Linked DNA regions of Hordeum vulgare: region 2 is linked to region 1. Evidence: chromatin contacts called from public Hi-C data. All regions are on one chromosome and are shown on one strand. The core of a region is the stretch at or near the end of the contact, and the rest is flanking DNA. Distances in the headings are between cores, read along the strand shown.

Region 1 (4,530 bases), core at 625-3,124:
TTATTGATGTGAGGTTGAAGGTTGAAGTGAACTTCAAACCTTTGCCATTGAGGTTCATTGTGTCCGAGGAATTGCTCATACAGAATAACCAGATGTTGAGATGTGAATCAATATATCGCCTTATGATGTATAAGACAACATTCTTCTGTTAGCAGCGTGATCCTGACGAGAGATGAATCTTACTGTCTTGGATTTCGCACATTATCCCACGAGACACAAGAGTGATCATGTTGTCCTTCGCCCAGGAAGGGCAGCGGTGGCCGTTGAGGGCGATGCCTCGAATTCTCTAGCCATCGGTTACTAGAGATAATTAATTTACGATGAGTAAATTAAAGACCATCATATTTGATGTTCTAATGAACTTAGCAAAATCAATGGGTATTTTAAGAAGTTATCTTGAAACCATTAGTGTGAATCTGAAATTGCTAAATATGACACCTTGGAGATAATTTTTAAAATGGAGTGGATCTCTGAGCACTAGGGAGTATAATGTGATGAAATAAGTAGATACTCACTCGTAATGCCTTATGTCATGACTTAGAAAAAATGTGTGGGAGAGCACTTTGTAAAGCAATCATAATGTCGAAGACAAAATGTAGGCTTTATGAGTAGTCATCGATAATCTGCGTAGGCACTAGATCCATATGACTACCTTGTAATCCCAAGCATCAATTTAAAGAAATCACTTTGAATTTTGCATCTGTCTTTGCAAGAAATTGAAAATCTCAATTGCAAATAGACGTATTAATCTCGACATGTAGCGAACATGAAGATACATACATTCCGGAATACATAGTACTCAACACAAATACACTATTATTATAATGAATAGTAATGATGTTGGAGACTTGATATTCAAGTGAAAAACTTGAATTATATGGACCTCTAAATTAAATGAGATGATCTTGTATCTAGTTGCAAGATAATTCAGCAAAATAAATTAATATTTTGTAAGAAAAAATAAATAATCTCAGTCGCAATGATGTTGTTTTGCGAGAGAAGAAAATTCTCAATTGTAAATCTATACTTTAGAGGTATTGAATTTATCTTCACGAGGGGTAAAAATCTCAATTGCAAATAATAGATGTAATTAGTCTCAACATGTAAGAAACATGAAGATATATTACATCAACATATTATATGGAATACATAGTACTCAATATATTTACAGAAATTTAAGCACTAGTGTGGTCAACTAGTCGGATAAGAGAGAGAGCGACTAAAGAAATCCAGTAGCTTTCTATCCCAAATGCACATCGAGGCAGGAGGCGACGCCAGCGCCGGCCGGATGGCCGCATCACCGGAGATGAGAAAATATCCCGCCGCGCTCATCCACAGAGGAGGAGCCACCATGGAGGTGTATGCCAGGCGCAACAACTTTGAAGGCGCTGTTCGCGAGCCCGAGCGTCGCTGGGCTCCATGTGCCAGCGCGGTCGGAGTGGCCGCTCGACGGTGGGCTAGCCACCAGGACGGCGAGGGACATGAGGCAGTGGTGAGCGCTTCACAGCGAAGGCGGACCGCGGCGGTGCTAGAGGAGCCGCTCACGCGGAAGCCAAAGCTTAGGACGGAGGCCCTAGTCGACACTAACACGAAGGCGAGTGCGTGATAGGTAGCGACTCGACGTCGACGACCACGGAGGTCGGAGACGGCAGCGATGGTGCCAAAGATGGCCGGGCAATGGGCTGCACACCGCTCGCCGTCCTCAAGAAGCCAAGCTAGGAGGAGTGCTCGCAGCCGCCGAATCGGCTGCCCACCGCATCGTAAATAGCTTTGGCCGTTTCAGCGGCTGCGCTGCACGGATGGCGAGTGGCCGCTAGTTCCAACGCAATGGAAAATAGGAAATCACATGCTACTTACTTCCCTTTGCATTAGTGGTTGTTTACGTTGATGTGCCTGAATACGTGGAAAATGGAGAACCACTTCATTGCTGTATGGCACAGATCCAGTCCTTGAATCAATGTTGGAAATAAGTCGTGACGAAGCACGGTGCGACAAGCGTCGGTGTGCTAGGTCGGGTTCGTAGCGGTGCGGTCGGCGTCGGTGCGTCAGGTCGGTTCCACGAGCTGGGTCATGACAGTGCGTACATGTGTTGCGATGGTGTGTGTGCATCTGAGTCCGCTGCAGCCATTGGCGATCTGTTGGAAGGCCAAGTCATAGTAGACTAGTGTGAGCACGTCGTGCGCTTGGCCGCAACGGAATCGAGCAAGTGATGTTAGTCGTGCATGCACAAGTGGCGGTTGTGGCCGTGCATGTAGGTTGTTAATGCATGCATGGGTGGATTAGTTAGCCAGAGACCGATTAGTTAGTGCGTGCGTGGTTAGCAGTCGGATGTGACGGCAAGGTTAGTGTGCACGCATGCGAGTCGTGGAGTTTGTGGCTCGGGCTGTACGTGTAGGTCAGCTATTTAAGTTGTAACTCTGGTTGCTTTGAGGGGGGAGTTAGAGCTCTTGAGTAAAAGGCTGTACGTGCAGCCGGCCGTTGGTCGGCGGAAAATTTCCTGTGTTCAGTGTTCAACTCGCTCTTCTTCTTCTTCCTTCGTCCAGGCCAAGAGTGAGAGAGCAGTCCCAACATTTGGTATACAGAGCTTCGTTGCGATCCACTACGTCGACCATGTCCATCGTCCCGTACGGCGCCGGAGGGAGCACGTTGTCGCTCCCCGTGCCGATGCTCACCGGTGACAACTATACCGTGTGGGCGATCAAGGTGGAGGCCAACCTCGACGCGCAAGGGTTGTGGGAAGCGGTGGTTCCGGCGGAGGACTCGGCGGCGGCGGTCATCGCGAAGAAGGACAAGCCGGCGAGGGCATACCTCCTCGGAGCGCTCTCCGAAGACATCCTGCTGCAGGTGTCATCGAAGAAGACGGCGGCGGAGCTATGGGCGAGCCTGAAGACGCGGTTCGTCGGTGCGGACCGGGTGAGGGCGGCGCGGCTCTCCACTCTCCGTGGTGAGTTCGATCGCCTGCGCATGAAGGACGGCGACGAGCTGGACGCGTACGCCGGAAGGATCAGCGGCATGGCAGCAAGGTATGCGGCCCTCGGAGCGACGCTTGACGACGCGGCAATGGTGAAGAAACTGCTCGACACTGCGCCGGACCGGCTGTACGCAGCGGTGGCCGGATTTGAGCAGTTCTGCGACGTCGACAAGATGCCGTTCGAGGAGGCGCTCGGTCGGCTGAAGGCGTTCGAGGAGCGAATGAGGCGGCGCGCTCAGGACAATAGCGGACGTGGCGGTGACCAGCTCCTACTCACGGCGGCTCAATGGGCGGCAAGGCGACGTCAGCACGGCGGTGGCTTCGACCACGATGATGACGGCGCGGGCAGCACGACGTCGGGCGGCGCAACAAAGCGACGAGGAGGCCGTGGGCGCTGCTACAACTGTGGCCAGCGTGGACATTTCCGGCGGGAGTGCCTGAAGCCACGTCAGGCAGAGGCGGCGGAGCACGCGCTTGTCGCGGCGGTCGACGACGACGTCGGGCCGGCACTCCTCTAGGTCACGACTTAGGGGGTGATTGTTGGAAATAAGTCGTGACGGAGCACGGTGCGACAAGCGTCGGTGCGCTAGGTCGGGTTCGTAGCGGTGCGATCGGCGTCGGTGCGCCAGGTCGGTTCCACGAGCTGGGTCATGACAGTGCGTACATGTGTTGCGATGGTGTGTGTGCATCTGAGTCCGCTGCAGCCGTTGGCGATCTGTTGGAAGGCCAAGTCATAGTAGACTAGTGTGAGCACGTCGTGTGCTTGGCCGCAACGGAATCGAGCAAGTGATGTTAGTCGTGCATGCACAAGTGGCGGTTGTGGCCGTGCATGTAGGTTGTTAATGCATGCATGGGTGGATTAGTTAGCCAGAGATCGATTAGTTAGTGCGTGCGTGGTTAGCAGCCGGATGTGACGGCAAGGTTAGTGTGCGCGCATGCGAGTCGTGGAGTTTGTGGCTCCGGCTGTACGTGTAGGTCAGCTATTTAAGTTGTAACTCTGGTTGCTTTGAGGGGGGAGTTAGAGCTCTTGAGTAAAAGGCTGTACGTGCAGCCGACCGTTGGTCGGCGGAAAATTTCCTGTGTTCAGTGTTCAACTCGCTCTTCTTCTTCTTCCTTCGTCCAGGCCAAGAGTGAGAGAGCAGTCCCAACAATCAACACATCATTGTCAGGTTTTCCCCTCGCCAGCAGTAGCTCTCCTACGCGCTCTCTCTTCTCCAGCTCGAACCGGTGGAAGGAGAAGGAAGAAGTGGGGGTAGACGAGGGGTAGACTTAGGGTTTCTGGCGCACGAACGCCACCTCGTGTATTCCCTGAGCTCGGACTCAATACACTCCCCGCTGTCCATTACATCACGTGAGGGAGGAGTGTTTATAGCCGCGATCGCAGCGCTCCACACCGCGCCCACGACGCACACTCACCCCACGTCCCTGCGCTCTGGCCCGCGCTCCCGCCGCGCGCGCACGCGATCCGCGCGGCCAATTCCAACGCCACGACGCGGTCCATCCTCGCGCCCGTTGCGCCAACAGACACCCTGCACACGCGACACCTGCGTAGACATGCC
Region 2 (4,530 bases), core at 1,192-3,691, 470 kb before region 1:
TGTCTTTTTTAATAACTAGATGATGCTCCGCGCGTTGCTGCAAGGACATTGCTAAAATATGGATAAATAGTTGTTATAAAAAATCTAAAACTAATAGAATGTGAATATAAGCTTAAAAACAATAAAATACAAGGCGTATAAAAAGAGAGTGAAATTTATAATTAAAATGTAATGTCTAACAAAATATGAAGGATGAACTCTAATGCAAAAGAACTGCTTATGACTAATATGGATGAACTCTAATGCAAAAAACTACTTGTGATTAATATGCATGAATTGATGACGTGACACCATTGCATGCATAGAGTAATAAAAGATATTATTTATGTCTTACATGCATACTTGCTTATGTGTCATGGTTGCATGGCTAGGAAAATTAGGTAGTGGGTTGCAGCTATTTAGTAGTAACAGAGGATATAGCCATGTGCATCAAAAGCTGTAGAGGCTGGGAGTTATCCCCTTTCAAAAAAAAAAAAAAAGACGACGGTTTCTTCTTGAAGGCGATGTCTTGGAGTGTCGTACCCCACGGAAATGAAGTTGTTCGAAGTACAACAGATTTGACCGGAAAAGACAGCTGACACTCGAAGATTACACTAGAATAGATCCAGTCGCTGTGTGGGATTAGTGGATACGAGACGTTAGACGTGCCGCACCGAAAGCTGTCCATCCATCCCGAATAAGAGCTCGCCGAAAAGCGACGTTCCACAGGCGTCGATAGGCAATGTAACAACGATTGACAGCCATGTTTACTGACCATCCGGAGGAAAATGCTTACTGCACAAGGTACTTCCGACCGATGGCAACGGTGATCACAATCTTCACTGCTAATTAACTCGAATCCGTAAAGAGGAATAACATGATATATAACCGATATTCACCCCACTCTTTAAGTAAGCTACTGCAGTTCACGTCATACATCCGAATTCTCAGTGCCTATTCTACTCCTCGACAATTTCCATGTCTGCGATGTCAGCCGACGTGAACTCGCCCTCTGCGGAGAACAGCACGCCTGCAGCCGTGACGATCTTCTTCTGCGGAATCTGGTCGATCTTGCGCAGGTCGTCGTCGGTGAGCCCCCAGTCGAAGATCCCGAGGTTCTCCTCGAGCCTCTCCTTGCTGAAGCTCTTGACGATCGGGGTCGCCCCTTGCTCGTAGATCCACCTCAGCGCGACCTGAATGAACGAGAGAAGAACGAGGAATCGGTTGGTGTCATACGGACTGCGTGTATGTAATTCCGAGCAGTTGCCGGGAGAAACGAGGCGCGTACACCACCTGTGCGACGGTCTTTCCTCTAAGCCCGGCGATCTCCGCGAGCACCTCGGAGTCCAGCACGGCGCTTCCGTCGCCGGACCAGTTCTGCCCTCCCAGCGGCGAGTAGGCCGCGATGTGGATGCCCTTCTCGGCGCAGTAGTCCCTCAGCTTCCTCTGCTGCCACACCGGGTTCATCTCCACCTGCACATCACACGCAGCCACCGCTAAGTTCGGGTTGACGTATATTCAGACCAGTGCTACTCGGTGATCTCGTGGTGTTGTGTTGGAATGGGCGACCTGGTTGACTGCAGGAGGGACGGCGGCGGCGGCGAGGAGCTTGTTGAGGTGGCTGGTGGTGAAGTTGCTGACGCCGATGGCCTTGGCGAGCCCGAGTCGGTGGCACTCCTCCATCCCCCGCCACACGCCCTCGAAGTCGAACGGGACGGCCTCCTCCCGCTTCACCGGCAACACCGCCGGCCCGGGCTTCAGGCTGATCGGCCAGTGGATCAGGTACAGGTCCACGTACTCCATCTGCAGGTTCCTGCATGAATCAAGAACGAAACACCGAGACGATCAACATCTATCAACGGCCAAAAGTAAGTATAGATCGACCGAGCTTACTGGAGGCTCTCCCGGAGCGACGGGAGCACGAGGTGCGGGTGGCACTGCGTGCACCAGAGCTTGGACGTGACGAACACCTCCTCCCGGGACGCCAGGAGCCCGCGGCGCACCGCCTCCGCGAGGGCCTCGCCCAGGGGCCGCTCCGTCGCGTACATGGAGGCCGTGTCGAAGTGGCGGTAGCCGAGCTCCACGGCCTCCAACACGGCCTTCATGGTCGTCTTCGGCACCACCGGGAACTTGGCGGTGCCCATGCCGATCGCCGGCATGGGCCTCGCGTCGCCGGACCGCAGCGCCACCTCCGGCACCGCCGTTGTCGAGGCCATGGGTCGTCTCTCTGCGGCGGAGTGCACAACAGCTGCGTCGACTCGCACTGACGCGTGGTCGAGCCTGTCTTGTGGTTCAAGTACAGGACGCGCCGGTGAGGAGCCACCGGCTTTATACTGGCCGGAGTGACATAAGTACTTACGTAGCTATTCTTCCGTTTTCCAAAGACAAAGAGGTGGATTTTGTTTCTTCAGGCAGGCATCATCTTCTTCCTTGTGCGGCGGACATAGTTGAGCTAGACAATTTCTCGTGCCATACGCTTTCGTTCTCTGCCATACTTTCGTAGTAGTAATTCTGAGGCCCAGTTCTTCCTCACACTCTATGAGGCCCACATGTCTGTCATACATCCGTCTCCTAGCCAAGACCCGCCTCAGTTGCTGACGCCGTCGCGCTCGTCACAAGAAGTTTGGCTTGCCTGTCGAACAAACAAGAGCCTTCTAGTGTCCATCCGAGCTTGACAAAATTTCGCCGATTTTGGTGCTAGCATTCCCTTTTTTCCTGGGAGAGAAGAGAGGAAGATGCTGGCGCGAGACAAGGAAAGATCAGCCAACTGAAGTTGCTGTGGATGTGGCTATGGCCATGTCCACGTGTGGCACTGTGAGTGACGACTGACGGCTACCCACCAGCACTGTAGGGAACCCGTCAGGATCATCACAATTGAATTGACGATGCCAAGCAGGACCTCCTCCAGGTAGGTTACAGGTAGCACCACCAGAAGCATCTCACTAAATCTTTGTAATTTGGAGTGTTTAAATGGCCCATGGATCTTCACCAAATTACAGGACTAACTCCGAGTGTTTAAAGCATCTTCATAGTTTGACACCGACCTACACCTACGTTTCAACAACATCAACCTCCGAAAGATCGACGCCAGGGACGCCTTCAGGGCAGAGGATCGCCGACACCGTGACCTTCTTGTACTGCGGTATCTGAGTAATCTTGAACCGGTCTTCGTCAGTCAGTTCCCAGTCAAAGATTTCGAGGTTCTCCTGAAGCCTCTCCTTTTTCATGCTCTTGGCTACCATGCTCGCCCCTTGCTCGAATATCCATCTCAGTGAGATCTGCAGGAAAATGGGAGTCAATTGCACTGCTAATATTGAGGTGCAATTTTGTTGCTGTAATCCCGTAGGGGAGACCTGTACGGTGGAACATTGAGATGCAATTGACTAGATATTGCACGCATTTAGGTTGTTCCCAGAATTTGGCAAATATTTGTTCACATTCTGCACTTGTTAGTTGATAATCTAAACACAGCTCATTTCCAATCACGCACGATGCTAGAACATTGCACAAATTGGTGACGCGGATTTTGGTACATACTACCAAACAGTTTCTAAGAGGAAGCGAGAATTAGTACCTGAGCTACTGATTTTCCTCTAGCTTCGGCAATCTCTTTTAGTATTTCAGACTGTAGTACTGCATTGATTTTGGATGTCCTGCTTTGGCCTCCCAGGGGAGAATAAGCAGTCACATGAATTCCCTTCTCTTTGCATAATTCAATCAGTTTTTTCTGCTGCCAAGCTGGATTCAACTCAACCTGAAGGGTTATCCCATGCATCAAATAACAATGATAACAATTTAGGGTAGTCTGGGCCAAGTTTTTACAAAAGGATTTTAAACTAAATCAGCTTCTAGTTCTCTTTTGGTTCGTGGAATCATAGAACAGAAAAGAGAAGGTTGCATCACCATTGCTTGTACGATTGATCAACACAAACCTGATTCACTGCTGGGGGGATTTTTGCAATTGCAAGTAGCCCCTGCAGTTTCTTCGTTGTGAAATTGCTAACACCAATCATTTTAGCAAGGCCAAGGCTATGACATTCCTCCATTGCCTGCCATACGCCTTTCAAATCCATCTGCACGATGTCTTCCCTTTTCATTGGGAAGTGAGGTTTGCTGGGCTTTACGCTCATAGGCCAGTGGACCAGGTACAAATCAACATATTCCATTTGAAGGTTTCTAGACATGACAAGACAAGCTTAGCACAGAAGTGACAGACTACAGTTATAAAGATAACAAGCTTCTGTACCAGAACAGTAACAGTTTTAGATTCTTGAAGTGAATGTCAAGTGTTGGGTTACAATTCTAGTCCATAGCTTCCAGCTAATCAAAAATTAGTCCCACCTAAAAATATAGAGATTTGAAATCAATTTTGCACTTTTAGAAATAGTTTTATCCTGGAGTCTGAGGATGCGCCTTGCTGTGGAAATTTTAGTACTGTAACACGTTTTGTCAAAAATTAAGATATGACGTAAATACTACACCCTCTGTTCATAAATATAAGATGTTTTGGTAGTTTAAATTGAATTGCCAAAACGTCTTATATTTATAAAC

Evidence for each region. Hi-C and Micro-C count contacts between places; a contact is called where the count stands out from the background.
Region 2: a contact with region 1 is called in a Hi-C map of leaf, with 4 times the contacts expected there. The contact joins the promoter of LOC123426848 here to the enhancer-like site in region 1. A contact is called at or near these places in 3 of 6 Hi-C or Micro-C datasets (leaf and seedling) and 1 of 1 datasets of contacts at active chromatin or transcription factors (embryo).

The regions. Positions count from the first base shown.
Region 1 is chr2H:500,498,160-500,502,689 of MorexV3_pseudomolecules_assembly, reverse strand. No RefSeq gene overlaps it. Among protein-coding and RNA genes, the nearest start is that of LOC123433634, 6.5 kb to the left of the region's middle. Within about 2 kb of position 1,874, at least 1 of the 3 cell types and tissues checked has open chromatin away from gene starts, as enhancers often do. A contact at or near this core is called in leaf, where this site is marked.
Region 2 is chr2H:500,970,739-500,975,268 of MorexV3_pseudomolecules_assembly, reverse strand. LOC123426848 (deoxymugineic acid synthase 1-D-like) reads right to left here and starts at 2,441. Exons shown (of 4, transcript XM_045110744.1): 1 at 1,873-2,441; 2 at 1,549-1,792; 3 at 1,273-1,452; 4 at 807-1,172. The coding sequence starts at 2,195. The coding sequence ends at 939. LOC123426847 (D-galacturonate reductase-like) reads right to left here. Exons shown (of 4, transcript XM_045110743.1): 2 at 3,912-4,155; 3 at 3,554-3,733; 4 at 2,919-3,257. The coding sequence ends at 3,030.